Regions from separate parts of the Macaca mulatta genome. Here region 1 is linked to region 2. A link is a contact called in public Hi-C data. All regions are on one chromosome and are shown on one strand. The core of a region is the stretch at or near the end of the contact, and the rest is flanking DNA. Distances in the headings are between cores, read along the strand shown. Region 1 holds the start of COX5A (cytochrome c oxidase subunit 5A). Region 2 holds the start of MPI (mannose phosphate isomerase).

The links. Hi-C and Micro-C count contacts between places; a contact is called where the count stands out from the background.
Region 1: a contact with region 2 is called in a Hi-C map of fetal cortex germinal zone, with 1.5 times the contacts expected there. The contact joins the promoter of COX5A here to the promoter of MPI in region 2. A contact is called at or near these places in 2 of 14 Hi-C or Micro-C datasets (blood and fetal cortex germinal zone).

What each region holds. Positions count from the first base shown.
Region 1 is chr7:52,888,842-52,895,599 of T2T-MMU8v2.0, reverse strand. COX5A (cytochrome c oxidase subunit 5A) reads left to right here and starts at 4,128. Exons shown (of 5, transcript NM_001040279.1): 1 at 4,128-4,279. The coding sequence starts at 4,180.
Region 2 is chr7:52,839,275-52,846,326 of T2T-MMU8v2.0, reverse strand. It overlaps MPI (mannose phosphate isomerase), which reads right to left and starts at 5,771. Exons shown (of 7, transcript XM_077939943.1): 1 at 5,724-5,771; 2 at 5,159-5,286; 3 at 4,215-4,415; 4 at 3,011-3,152; 5 at 2,491-2,673. The coding sequence starts at 5,739. It also overlaps a transcript of FAM219B not described here.

The DNA of each region.
Region 1 (6,758 bases), core at 2,879-5,378, 51 kb before region 2:
CTATTTGTTAGCTGTACGATTTTTGGCAAGTGTCCTTTAAATCTATTCCTTTATCAATAAATTAGGGATAGGCCAGGCGCGGTGGCTCACGCCTATAATCCCAACATTTTGGGAGGCCAAGGTGAGAGGATCACCTGAGGTCAGGAGTTCAAGACCAGCCTGGCCAACATGGCAAAACACCATCTCTACTAAAAATACCAAAATTAGACGGGCATGGTGGTGAGCACTGTAGTCCCAGCTACTTGGGAGGCTGACGCAGGAGAATAACTAGAACCTGGCAGGCAGAGGTTGCAGTAAGCCAAAATCACACCACTGCACTCCAGCCTGAGTGATAGACTCCACCTCAAAAAATAATAATAAAATGAAATAAATTTTAAAAATAAATTAGGGATAAAAACTTATCTCACAAAGTTGTTATGAGGCATAAATGGGATAATAGTTTGTGGCAGGTAGTGGCACATTGTAAATTATAGTCATAATTGTATTTTAAAAAGCAAAAAAATACACCAGTAGCCAATCTAAGTGACTGTAGGCAAAGTGGAGGGACTCTGACAGCAGGGAGACCAGTTGGGATTCGAATGCAATATACCCCAGTGCTTTCTTACTTGCTTTTCTTACTTTTCTTACTTTCTTACCCTGACCTCATCCTAAGCTTCTAGCACTTGGAGATTTGATGAACATTAACTGAACTGCAGGGAGGTCAAAGCTTTCCCCGTTGCCTTTGGCCAGTATAGGGGCAGAAAGAGGTAATCCTTTTCCTCCCCATCATAAGGGTCATGGCTGACACTCCCATAACGAAAGATAGGTTAACAAGAAAAAAACCATAACAAGTTTATTGATCATAGTTTTATGTGACATGGGAGGCTTCAGATTAAAGACCCATAGATAGAAGGAAAATCGTCCATTTTTATGCTTAGGTTCAATAAAACATACGTAGATTTGTGATTGGACAAAAAGGGTCCAAGCTAATGGAAATGGATTGAGTGGGAAAACCCAGCAAAGCCTGTCTGTTCAAATCCTTCTGGCCTCTCTTTTGTATCATTTCTTCCTCCCTGTCCTCCCTACTGTGGGGTATGATCCCTCTGGAATGAGTGTCTTAATTTCTTTTCTTTTCTTTTTTTTTTTTTTTTTTTGGAGACAGAGTTTTGCTCTTGTTGCCCAAGCTGGAGTGCAGTGGCGCAATCTCGGCTCACTGCAACCTCTGCCTCCCAGGTTCAAGCGATTCTACTGCCTCAGCTTCCCAAGTAGCTCAGATTACAGGCATGTACCACCACGCCCGGCTGATTTTGTATTTTCAGTAGAGACGGGGTTTCTCCATGTTGCTCAGGCTGGTCTCAAACTCCAGACCTTAGGTGATCCACCTGCCTTGGCCTCCCAAAGTGCTGGGATAATAGGCGTGAGCCACCGCGCCCAGCTTTAATTTCTTTTTTTCTTTTCTTTTTTTTTTGAGATGGAGTCGCACTCTGTCACCCAGGCTGGAGTGCAGTGGTGCGATCTTGGCTGACTGCAACCTCCACCTCCTGGGTCCAAGTGATTCTCCTGCCTCAGCCTTCAGAGTAGCTGGGATTACAGGTGTGTGCCACCACACCCAGCTAATTTTTGTATTTTTCGTACCGATGAGGTTTCACCATGTTGGCCAGGATGGTCTCAAAATCCTGACCTCAGGTGATCTTCCTGCCTTGGCCTCCCAAAGTGTTTGGATTACAGGCATGAGCCACCACACCTGGCCATGTTTCCTTTTCTCTTTTTTTTTTTTTTTTGAGACGGAGTCTAACTCTGTCACCCAGGCTGGAGTGCAGTGGTGCAATCTTGCCTCACTGCAACCTCCACCTCCTGGGTTCAAGGGATTTCTGGCTAATGTTAGTAATTTTAGTAGAGATGGGGTTTCACCATGTTGGCCAGGCTGGTCTCGAACTCCTGACCTCAAGTGATCTCCGGGCCTCTGCCGCTCAAAGTGCTAGGATTACAGGCATGAGCCACTGTGCTCGGCCTTAATTCCTTTATGGCCAACTGTTACACAGAAAAGCAAAGAGGTTATAGCAATATTTGTAGGCTTTATGGCTGGTTTTGGGGCAAAGGGGTTCTACTTCCTATGACCCTCTCTTGGGGAGGAGAGATTCTAGTTTCTGTGGCATGCCTGGAGGGAGAGTAAGGGGCAAGAGACAAGAGGGCAGAAGGTCAGAGAGAAACTGCTTCCTAGGCCTTCACTTTGTGGCATTGTTTTCTAAGCCTCAACACTAGGTTGGTGGGAAAAGGTGAGGGCAGGTGCTTTGAAAACATTTTTAAAATCCTTTCCCAGCTAGCTTCCTACCCACTGAAGCCACACTGCTAGGAAGGAAAAAGAGAAGGGCAGATGCTGAAGCCCTGGAGAGTCGGCCTGAAGTGAGGAAGTGGCATGTGAATGTCCATCTTTTCTTTCCTCAGTGTGCCCAGGGATAGAGAATGGGAGACAGCAAGACAGAACAGAATGTCTCATTAACTCTGGGCAGCATCCAGATACTTCAGGCCTGGGAGAAGTGTCCTCGACTGCCCATGGGCTCAAAGTTAGGATGTAGCTAGTGAGATCAGATGCAACAACCTTGGACCTTGATCGACCCTATTTCAGAGCCATCGTTGATTCAGGAGCCCTCCTGTAGGAGATGGGGCAGAAACATTCAGGTGAGAGTCCTCAGAACTAAGAATGTGGCGACAATATCCTTGACTGCCAGCAGCAACCTAATTTCTGAGTCTCTTTCCTAATCTGTGAAATGAAGTAGTTGAACTCATTTTTTATGTAAGCTGGTTTGTGATATAAGAATATGGACATGCCGGGCGCGGTGGCTCACACCTGTAATCCCAGCACTTTGGGAGGCCGAGGCGGGTGGATCACGAGGTCAGATCGAGACCATCCTGGCGAACACGGTGAAACCCCGACTCTACTAAAAATACAAAAAAATTAGCCGGGCGTGGTGGCGGGTGCCTGTAGTCCCAGCTTCTAGGGAGGCTGAGGCAGGAGAATGGCGTGAACCCGGGAGGTGGCAGAGCTTGCAGTAAGCGGAGATCACGCCGCGCCACTAATATATAATACTAATATATATTAGTACATATATATGTACTAATAAAGTCCCTTACATATAGGTTTTGTTTTTTTTTTTTTTTGAAATGGAGTTTCGATCTTGTTGCCCACGCTGGAGTGCAATGGTGCAATCTCAACTCACTGCAACCTCCACCTCCTGGGTTCCAGGAATTCTCCTGCCTCAGCCTCCCAAATAGCTGGGATTATAGGCATGCGCCACCACGCCGGGCTAATTTTGCATTTTTAGTAGAGACGGGGGTTTCTCCAGTTGGTCAGACTGGTCTCGAACTCCCGACCTCAGGTGATCCGCCCGCCTTGGGCTCCCAAAGTGCTAGGATTACAGGAGTGAGCAACCGCGTCCAGCAGCATTTTCCCCCAATTTGTTGTTTTATTTTATGCCACAACGAGAAGGCGGGGCTAAGCAAAGTAGGTTTTTGTTTCGTTTGGTTTTTTGGGATGGAGTTTCGTTCTTGTTGCCCAGGCTGGAGTGCAATGGCACCATCTTGGCTCACCGCAACGTCCGCTTCCTGGCTTTAAGCGATTCTCCTGACTCAGCCTCCCGAGTAGCTGGGATTACAGGCATGAGTTGCGCCACCACGCCTGGCTAATTTTGTATTTTTAGTAGAGACGGGGTTCCTCCATGTTGGCCAGGCTGGTCTTGAACTCCCTACTACAGGTGATCCGCCCGCCTCGGCCTCCCAAAGTGCTGGGATTACAGGCGTGAGCCACCGCGCCCGGCCGCAAAGTAGGTTTTTTTATTATAGTTTGTTGTTATTGCTGTCATTCCTATTTTGAGGTGATTAAGTGCCCTCCTGGGCCTGACTCGAAAAAGTGCACGGTCGGTTGCTCCTCCCTCGCCTCCATTCTTACTTCCAGGATGGCGGCTGCAGGTCACCTGACAAGAGACAAGGCGGGACGCCAGGCTAACAGTTTGTCCTCGGCGCGCCGCCGTAGCCCGCCGGCGGCCGCACGGTGGCCCTTCTCACCCACGCGCCAGAGTCGCAGTGGGCGGGCCTACGTGCTCCGCCCGCCGTGCGCCTGTCCGGCCCCCGCTAGCTCCGGAGTAACCGGCGAGCTCACACCGGCTTCTCTCTACCCTTAGCCTGCGCGCCGCCATCGCCGTCATGCTGGGCGCTGCTCTCCGCCGCTGCGCTGTGGCCGCCACCACCTGGGCCGGCCCTCGAGGCCTGCTGCACTCCGCCCGGACCCCCGGCCCCGCCGCGGGTAAGGTCCCTGCTTGCCACTGCCCGCGCCTTCGTGTCCTTGCGGTGACCTGGGCCCCCGCCGCCACTCCGGGGCGGGCTGTCCCCGGCCTAGCCCTTGCCTACAATGGTTACTGAACCCTGTGACCGCGGGCCGCCCTGGCCGCCTCTTCGAGTAGTGGAGGACCTGAGAGCGGTACCCCGGGGCCTCCCTCCGGGCAACTTCCTGGCTCTGCCACCGCGGACAGGTCAGATGTGGACCTGCTGTGAGCGCCGAGGAGGGGACGCAGCGCTCCCCTTCGGTTCCCGGGCCATGACCCTGCCCCGGCGCCGACCCTGCGGCCGCATGACCGAGAGTGGCCGCCGCCGGCCTGCAGCGCCTCGGCGAAGGTGACATTGAGCCTTCGGGCGCGCCGCTCAGGGTCCGAGAATACAATATGCTTCCGTGTGGAACACAGGATTATACTTTCTAATCAGACATTTCTCGGTTAGCGTTTAGTGTGTCACCTTCACAGCCTTTTCTGTCATTTTTAGGGACTGCTGTGCCACGTTCTCATTCTTCCACGTTTAAAATAGATCGACGTGTGTGGTTGTTTCCTGATCTCCGGAAGTTTTGATAGGGCTTATGATAAAAATATCACTCTTTTGAAAATTGTCACAGACTCGGGAATACTGGGTTTTGCAAGCATAGGAACGCTTCTTGTTTTTTCCCCTTTGGAATAGAAGGCTGATTGCTGGAGTATGAGACGTGCTGCTGATTCTTACTTTCTTTCCCCTTATATGTGTACTGGGAGATTTTGAGTCCACCACTGTAGAATAATTACAGTAATTGCACTTCGCTCTTGGTCCGTGATGATTATATAAGCTACATTTTGAAATTTAGCTCCGATGCATCCATGTTATATTTTATTTTTGAACCCGCATCACTGGAAACTGTGCATGCATATTTAAACATAAGAACTCAGAAATTCATTTCAGGGTATGCTGAAGTTAATTAAAAAAAGAACTCGGCCGGGCGCAGTGGCTCATGCCTGTAATCCCAGCACTTTGGGAGGTCGAGGTGGGCGGATCATCTGAGGTCAGGAGTTCAAGACCAGCCTGGCCAACATGGAGAAACCCTGTCTCTACTAAAAATACAAAAAAAATTTAGCTGGGTGTGGTGGTATGCCCCTGTAATCCCAGCTACTCGGGAGGCTGAGGCACAAGAATCGCTTGAACCTGAGAGGCAGAGGTGGCAGTGAGCCGAGATCGCGCCATTGCACTCCAGCCTGGGCGACAGAGCGAGACTCCATCTCCAAAAAGAAAAAAAAGAATTCAGAAACTCAAAACTAATAAGGTTGTTGCCTTGACTAAGTGTTTTAACACTTCAGAACCTAAATAATATGTTTTGCTTCATTCATTTTAGACTTTATCTTTTATCATTTGTCATAGAATCGTAAGGCTGGAGAGTACTTTATTTTTGTTTATTTTTAAAGTAGAGACGGAGTGTCCCTATGTTGAACTCCTGGGCTCAGGTGATCCTCCCACCTCAGCCTCCCAAAGTTTGGGGTTATAGGCATGAGCCACTGCAGCCAACCTAGAGTGTGCTTTAGAGATCGTGGAGACCATTTTATTGTGTAGAAAAGGAAACCAAAATCCATCTTGGGAAACTGAATTCTTGTTTGTTTGTTTGTTTGGTTTTTTTTTTTTTTTTGAGACGGAGTTTCGTTCTTGTTGCCCAAGCTGGAGTGCAATGGCGTGGTCTCAGCTCAAGCGATTCTCCTGCCTCAGCCTCCAGAGTAGCTGGGGTTACAGGCACCTGCCACCATGCCCGGCTAATTTTTGTGTTTTTAGTAGAGACAGGGTTTCACCGTGTTGGTCAGGCTGGTCTCGAACTCCTGACGTCAGGTGATCCACCTGCCTCAACCTCCCAAAGTGCTGGGATTACAGGCATGAGCCACCACGCCTGGCCGAAACTGACTCCTTTTTAATGGTGGAACCATTTTTGTTTCTCATAGTTATGTTTGGGCCATCCTGATGTTTGTTCAGATTTTGTGTTTTGCTAAAGTAACAGTACAATTTACATTTTTCATCCGGGCACAGTGGCTCATGCCTGTAATCCCAGCACTTTGGGAGATTGTGGTGGGTGGATCACCTGAGGTCAGGAGTTCGAGACCAGCCTGAACATGGTGAAACCAGTCTCTACTAAAAATCCAAAAATTAGCCAGATGCGGTGGCATGCACCTGTGGTCCCAGCTACTTGGGAGGCTAAGGCAGGAGAATTGCTTGAACCTGGGAGGCAGAGGTTGCAGCGAGCTGAGATTGTGCCACTGCACTCTAGTCTGGGCAACAGAGTGAGACGCCATCTCAAAAAAAAAATTTTTTTTAATTAATTAATTTTTTTTTTCTGGAGATAGTTTCACTGTGTTGCCTAGGCTGGAGTGCAGTGGCACCATCACAGCTCACTGCAGCCTTGACCTCCTGGGACTTAACTGATCCTCCTGCCTCTGTCTCCCAAGTTG
Region 2 (7,052 bases), core at 4,522-7,021:
CCGAGACGGGTGGATCACGAGGTCAGGAGATCGAGACCATCCTGGCTAACATGGTGAAACCCCGTCTCTACTAAAAAAAAAAATACAAAAAAAACTAGCCGGGCGATGTGGCAGACGCCTGTAGTCCCAGCTACTCGGGAGGCTGAGGCAGGAGAATGGCGTGAACCCGGGAGGCGAAGCTTGCAGTGAGCTGAGATCCGGCCACTGCACTCCAGCCTGGGCGACAGAGTGAGACTGCGTCTCAAAAAAAAAAAAAAAAAGGGTGTCACTATGTTGCCCAGGCTGGTCTCGAACTCCTGGGTTCAAGTGATCCTCCCACGTAGGCCTCCCAAAGTGCTGGGATTACAGGTGTGAGCCACCACACCCGGCGACTTTCTAGTTTTTGACACTGAAAGTTCTATGTCTTGGACGGGCGCGGTGGCTCATGCCTGTAATCCCAGCACTTTGGGAGGCCGAGGCGGGCGGATCACAAGGTCAGGAGTTTGAGACCAGTCTGACCAACGTGGTGAAACCCTATCTCTACTAAAAATACAAAAAAAAAAAAAAAAAAAAAAGCCGGGCGTGGTGGCACGTGCCTATAATCTCAACTACTCGGGAGGCTGAGGCAGGAGAGTCTCTTAAACCCAGGAGACGGAAGTTGCAGTGAGCCGAGATTGTGCCACTGCACTCCAGCCTGGGCAACAGAGCGAGACTCCGTCTCAAAAAAAGAAAGTTCTGTCTCAGAGAATCTCTCTAAGTCCACTACTCCAGATAGCATAAGGCAGAATGTGCCGAGGGCCAAGATGTGTCCTGGAGACGACGGGAAAATGAGCTCAGCCTGGGTAGAGTGGCAAGGTTGGACTTCTTTAATTTTTAATTTTTTTTCTTTTTTTTGAGACAGAGTCTTGCTCTGTCTCCCAGGCTGGAGTGCAGTGGTGCGATCTAGACTCATTGCAACCTCCACCTCCTGGATTCAACTGATTCTCATGCCTCAGCCTCCTGAGTAGCTGGGATTACAGGCACACACCACCATGCCCAGCATTTTTTTTTTTTTTTTTGAGACAGAGCCTCGCTCTATCGTCCCGGCTGAAGTGCAGTGGCACGATCTAGGCTTGCCGCAACCTCTGCCTTGCCCGGCTAATTTTTGTATCTTCAGTAGAGATGGGGTTTCACCATGTTGGCCAGGCTGGTCTCGACCTCCTGACCTCAAGTGATACGCCCACGTCAACCTCCCAAAGTGTTGGGATTACAGGCATGAGCCATCACGCACAGCCAAGCTTCTTTAAAGTGAGGCAAGGGGCCCAGCATAGTGGCTCACGCCTGTAATCCTAGCTGTCTCTACTAAAATATACAAACTTAGCCAGACGTGGTGGCACACACATGTAATCCGAGCTACTCAGGAGGCTCAGGCAGGAGAATTGGTTGAACCCGGGAGGCGGAGGCTGCACTGAGCCAAGATCGCATCACTGCACTCCAGCCTGGGGCAACAGAGACCTCAAAACACACACACACACACACACACACACTCTAAACAAAATATGCTTGGGTATTAAATAGTCCCCTAAGGCTCAAAGGTAACAGGGGAAACCTGTAGAGGTAAAATAAAGAGAGAGCTCTGGGCCAACTAGAGATGGGGCTGTGGCACCAGGCACGGTGGCTCACGCCTGTAATCCCAGCACTTTGGGAGGCCGAGGCGGGTGGATCATGAGGTCAGGAGTTTGAGCCCAGCCTGGCCAAGATGGTGAAACCCTGTCTCTACTAAAAATACAAAAATTAGCCGGGTGTGGTGGCGGACACCTGTAATCCCAGCTACTCAGGAGGCTGAGTCAGGGAACTGCTTGAACCTGGGAGGTGGAGGTTGCAGTGAGCCGAGATCACACCACTGCACTCCAGCCTTGGTGTGGGCTGTGGCTGCCAGGCTAAGAATCTTGAGAACTTATTGCCTGCACCACATAAGCTCATTGCTGCAAGTCTGTTATGTTTCGTGTTTCTTACTGCTTATGTTGACTCCCCACCTTTGGGGTGACACGACCACACCTGTCACAGTTACTTCTTGAACTCTTCTTAGCACAAGATGGGGCACACAGCAGGTAAAGGAAAGATCAAATGACCGAGTGCTGGAGGCATCAGGCCTTTCCAGGAGACGGAGGATGCTCTTGTCCCCTTCCTGCCTCTTTAGCCCCAAGATACAAGTCCATCCATAGACGGCAGCTGCAGGGCTGGGGAAAATCTCAGAATGCCTAGGTGGAAGGCATCCTAAGAGTCTTGTATGCCAGTCTGCCTCCAACCATCTGGAGAAGATGACCAGTTGGGAAGCAGCACTCAACTAAGAAGGGCTTTGCTCCACAAAGACTAGGAAAGCAATGCTAAGTTGCCAACAGGTCATCTAAGTTGGGCCCCTTTTAGTGTTCCACTTGGGCAAGGGGGTTGAGAACTGTCCCTAGAGTCTGGTGTCTGCCGGGGAGCCCAGGCCAGAGCATTGCACCCAACCAGTAATATAACCATGCCCACCTTGCTGGGAGATCCGCTTCACCAACAGGTTGAGCTGTTCCGCCACCACCTTCTTCTCACTCTTCATCAGGTGGGAGAAACAGCTCTGCAGAGCAGAGGCCACAGCCTGGGAGTCATGGCTCATGGTCTGTTTCAGGTGTGTTGCTGCCTCATCTCCAATCAGGAACTGAAACTCAGGCACCTCTACAGGAAGGCCAGGCCCAGGGCCCATATCAGGAATGGTAAGATGGAACCCACACAAGTGGGGAGTTGGAGGACGCCGTCCCATCCCAGCCCTAACCAAAGAGCCAGCAATGCTAAGTAAACTTTGCAGTAGAAACCAATCACTCACCACCAGCCCTTGGCAACCACACCTGAGCCTGGTCTCACTGGCCTGGACCACTGGCTCCAAAAACTGCTTCATGAGGCCCTTCAGTGCCTGTGACATGTGACCCCTGTTCTCAGCCACTGTTCCTATCATCTTGCTTTCCCAGATATCCCTGGCCCAATACGCATGCCTTGAGCATTCTGCCCAACTTACTCTTCAGAAAGGTTACAATCTCCTCAACTGGCCGGAAGCCACACAAGCCCTGGAAGGGGGTGAGGGCAATGGCCATCTCTGGCTTGTGGTTGGCATCAGGATAGTGCTGTGGAGCCTGGAGGTGCAGCTTCTCTGCCAGCTCCTGTGGGGTGGCCAGGGGAAGAGGAGGATGGTGAGGGTACAGCCATTACCTAGCAGGAACACCAGTGCCACCTAGCCCCTGCTGTCCACCCTCCCCAGTCGCAGGATGGCAGTGGCTGCCTACCTCTGGCAAGGAGCCCAGTCAAAGCATGATACAGAAACTTGGGGTTCAGCCAACCCAGGGAAGGGAAATGGGGCAAATCCAAGGAAAAGCTGGGGCAGACTTCAAGAGGCTTGGTCTGTAAATCAGGAAACCCAAACACCAGGCCAAGCTCTGACACTAACAAGCTGTGTGGCTTTGGGTAAATCCCTCCCTTCTCTGGGTCTTACTTGGTATATCCAGAAATAAGGAGTTTTGGCTGGGCACAGTGGCTCACACCTGTAATCCCAGCACTTTGGGAGGCTGAGGTGGGTAGATTACAAGGGCACGAGTTCAAGACCAGCCTGGCCAACATGGTGAAACCCCATCTCTACTAAAAATACAAAAATTAGCCAGGTGTGGTGGCACGTGCCTGTAGTCTCAGCTATTTGGGAGGCTGAGGGAGGAGAATTGCTTGAACCGGGAGGAGGAGGTTGCAGTGAGCTGAGATCGTGCCACTGCACTCCAGCCTGGGCGACAGAGCAAGATTCCGTCTCAGAGAAAAAAAGAAGGAAGGAGTTTTGATCCACAATTGCTTAGAATGGGACTCAGGCTTGTGTAGGAAGACTCCAAGGGGGTGGAGCTGAGGGTACCTGCCCTGCCCTGCCCTGCAAGTTGAACTCTTCCTGAAAGCAGGTTAGTAAATGGCAGATATGAATAGATCTGGGTTGGGTGAGGGAAGACCAGGAACGAGCCCCTTGGAATGAGCTTAGAGAAACTCCCCTGGCACAGGCCGGTCAGCTGTTTGCTTAGACTTAGTTGCTGCATGTGGCTTTGCAGAGCTAAATTGGGAGTTGTCAGCCTGGATTTGGCCTTGGGCAGGAGCCTGGCATGGGTGAGGTAAAAGTGGCAGTAAAAGTAATGGGAGGGCGTTAGCATAAGCCCTTCTGTACCCTGACCTCTGCACCGCACTCTGTCCTTTACCTTGTTAGGGTGTGCCTGGATGGACAGGGGTGTTTCAACTGAGAGCACTTTGAAGAGGAAGGGCAGATTGCCATTAAAGGTGTCCTTGACCTTTGAGCCCAAGCTGTCCTGGTTCTCAGCAATCCACTGGCCTAGGGTCTTCTGTGAGATGCGGTTGTCAAAGATCTTGGCATCCCCTCGGGGGTGAGTCCCCATCCACAACTGGAAAGACAGGAAACTTGGGAGGGGAAGGGGGAGAAACCTGGCACCCGGAGTTGGCCTGTCCCAATCCGTTATGCTGTGCTCCCCAGAGGGCAACTGAGTCCTGGGAAAGGCCTCTCGGGTCTGGATACAAATGTTCATGCCATCGTGGACATACAGGGAGGCAGCAGACCCAGGCCCTTTTCCAGACTCTGCCTCTAGCCATCTGTGGAGCCTTGGACTAGTTATTTCCCTTCTTTAGATGTAGCTTCTCTGTCTGTCCAAAGAGGAGAATGACACCTGCACTGTCAAGGTAGCAGAAAAACTATAACTCTTAAATGATTCTTTCAGGGTTAACATACATCTTCCAGTTTCAGAAGCAGAGGCGAAAGCCTTCCTATGCTTTGGCTTTTTCTTCATTAAATAGGCAGGAGAAATATTTTAGGTTAATAAAAATGCAAAAAAAAACCAGTCAAAGTAAAAAAACTGAATTGTCAAAGAGGGCTGAATTAAAATTCACTAAGTGCTAAGAGTGGTTGGGGGAAGGAGAGTGCTGGAAATCCCAGCCTGTTATGACAAAACCTCTCTTCTTTTTGGTAACACTCTTCTTTTTGGTAACACTATCTAGTCCATTAGCCTGAAGAGCCAAGTGGGCCTCCTCCCTCCTTGCTGCCTCACCCTTCCCAGCTGATTCTTATGACTTGCCTCAGGCCCCTTCTCCTGACCTGCGGGTAAAGTAGGCTGAAATACAGCCCGGGACTCACCTCTGCATAGGGCTTGTCCTCTGCGATCTGGGCCAGTGGGTCACTGCTGGCCAACAGCCGCGCCACTTCGCTGTTGTAACCCATCTTCCCCCAGGCATACTGCTGCACCGCACAGGAAAGTGGGAATACTAGGGGCACAGACAGGGTCAGCTGCCACTCCGCTCCTCAGGCCTCACCCTAGTGTCCCAGGAAACCAGGCAAGAGCCGGGGGTGCTCACTGGCGACAGAGTAAATAAGGGGTTTGTAGGCTGTTGGATGAGACCCCCCCTCAGCTGCAGGCCTCGATGTTCCCAACTGTCAGATGGGCAGCAGTAAGGACCCTGTGCTGATCTGAGGCGGGGTGGCGGGGAGGGAGCAGGAGGTGCCTATCCCACGGCACGACGTCTAGAAGGGCCCCCTCCCCTCGAAGGTCAGTCCCCATCGCAGGTGGCCCCACCTCTACCCGGCACCCACCCATCTTTCCGCGGAGCGCCAGGAGCGGACTCAACCTGGCCGATCATGCCGGGAGTCGTCCCCAGGACGCGCGCCACCAACACACTCGCCAACACCCCGGCCAACGGCTCACCTCGCGGAGCCGCCATGCTCGCCCCCTGCACCGGGATTAAGCACGTATGTCCTTCCCGGCAGTCCGCGCGGCCCTCTGCGCCCAGAGCTTCACGGGAAATGTAGTTCCCTGAGCGTTCCGCCAGGCCCCGGGGCACCAGTGCCCAGAGGCTTACGGTCGCGATCTTCGGTCTTAGTATTCATTCATTCTTTCCATCGCCGGGCACAGATGTACTGAAAGCCTACTAAGTACCACGGACTGTTCTAAGGGCTGGAGGATACATCAGAGAGCAAGACAGTCTTCCCTCTGCCTTTGTAGAGCGCTTACATTCTGGTGAAGGCAAGACAGACAAATAATCATGTAGTGTGTTGAAAGGTCAAGGCCACAAAAAGTAAGGGGGCAGGTGGGAGTGGGAGGCAGTTTGCAGAATTTAAAAGGCTGTCTGGGCCGGGCGCGGTGGCTCAAGCCTGTAATCCCAGCACTTTGGGAGGCCGAGACGGGCGGATCACGAGGTCAGGAGATCGAGACCATCCTGGCTAACACCGTGAAACCCCGTCTCTACTAAAAATACAAAAAACTAGCCGGGCGAGGTGGCGGGCGCCTGTAGTCCCAGCTACTCCGGAGGCTGAGGCAGGAGAATGGCGTAAACCCGGGAGGCGGAGCTTGCAGTGAGCTGAGATCTGGCCACTGCACTCCAGCCCGGGCTACAGAGCAAGACTCCGTCTCAAAAAAATAAATAAATAAATAAAAGGCTGTCTGGGCAAGCCTCATGGAGGAGGTGAGGTTGGAACCCAGACTTGGCGATGAGGAAGGCAGGAGTGTTCTTCCAGGACGAAACAGCCACAGCGTGAAAGCCAGGGCAAGGCGGGAATGTGGGACTGTGCCGGGCGTGTTCGGGAGGGAACAGCAAGGAGGCCACTGTGGCTGGAGCAGAGTGAGTAAGACGGGCAGTGAGGAGGTCAGAGAAGAGAGGCGAGGGGGCAGAGCTTTGCAGGCTCTTGCTATTGTGAGGACTTTGGGTTTTACTCCGAGTCTCTTAGCAATTAGAGATTTGAGCAAAGAATTGCTGTGATGTGAGTAGGGACATACTAGTGATGATGATAGTAAATGTCACATGCAAGGACCTTCACTTCTCTGAGCTTTATAGAATAGGGTGAATAATGCCAGCCTGACACCCTTGTTGAACGGTCAGATGGGATGATGTGGGACACCTACAAGGCAGTCAGCACTCTGTGCTCCTCTGATCCTTCCTGTCCCAGGTGCTGTAGAAAGTCAGAACCCCAACTCCTACTCCAGGCTGAGCTGCTTACAAGTTGCACACAGAGAAGTCAGGGGAGTTAGCAAGAGCTG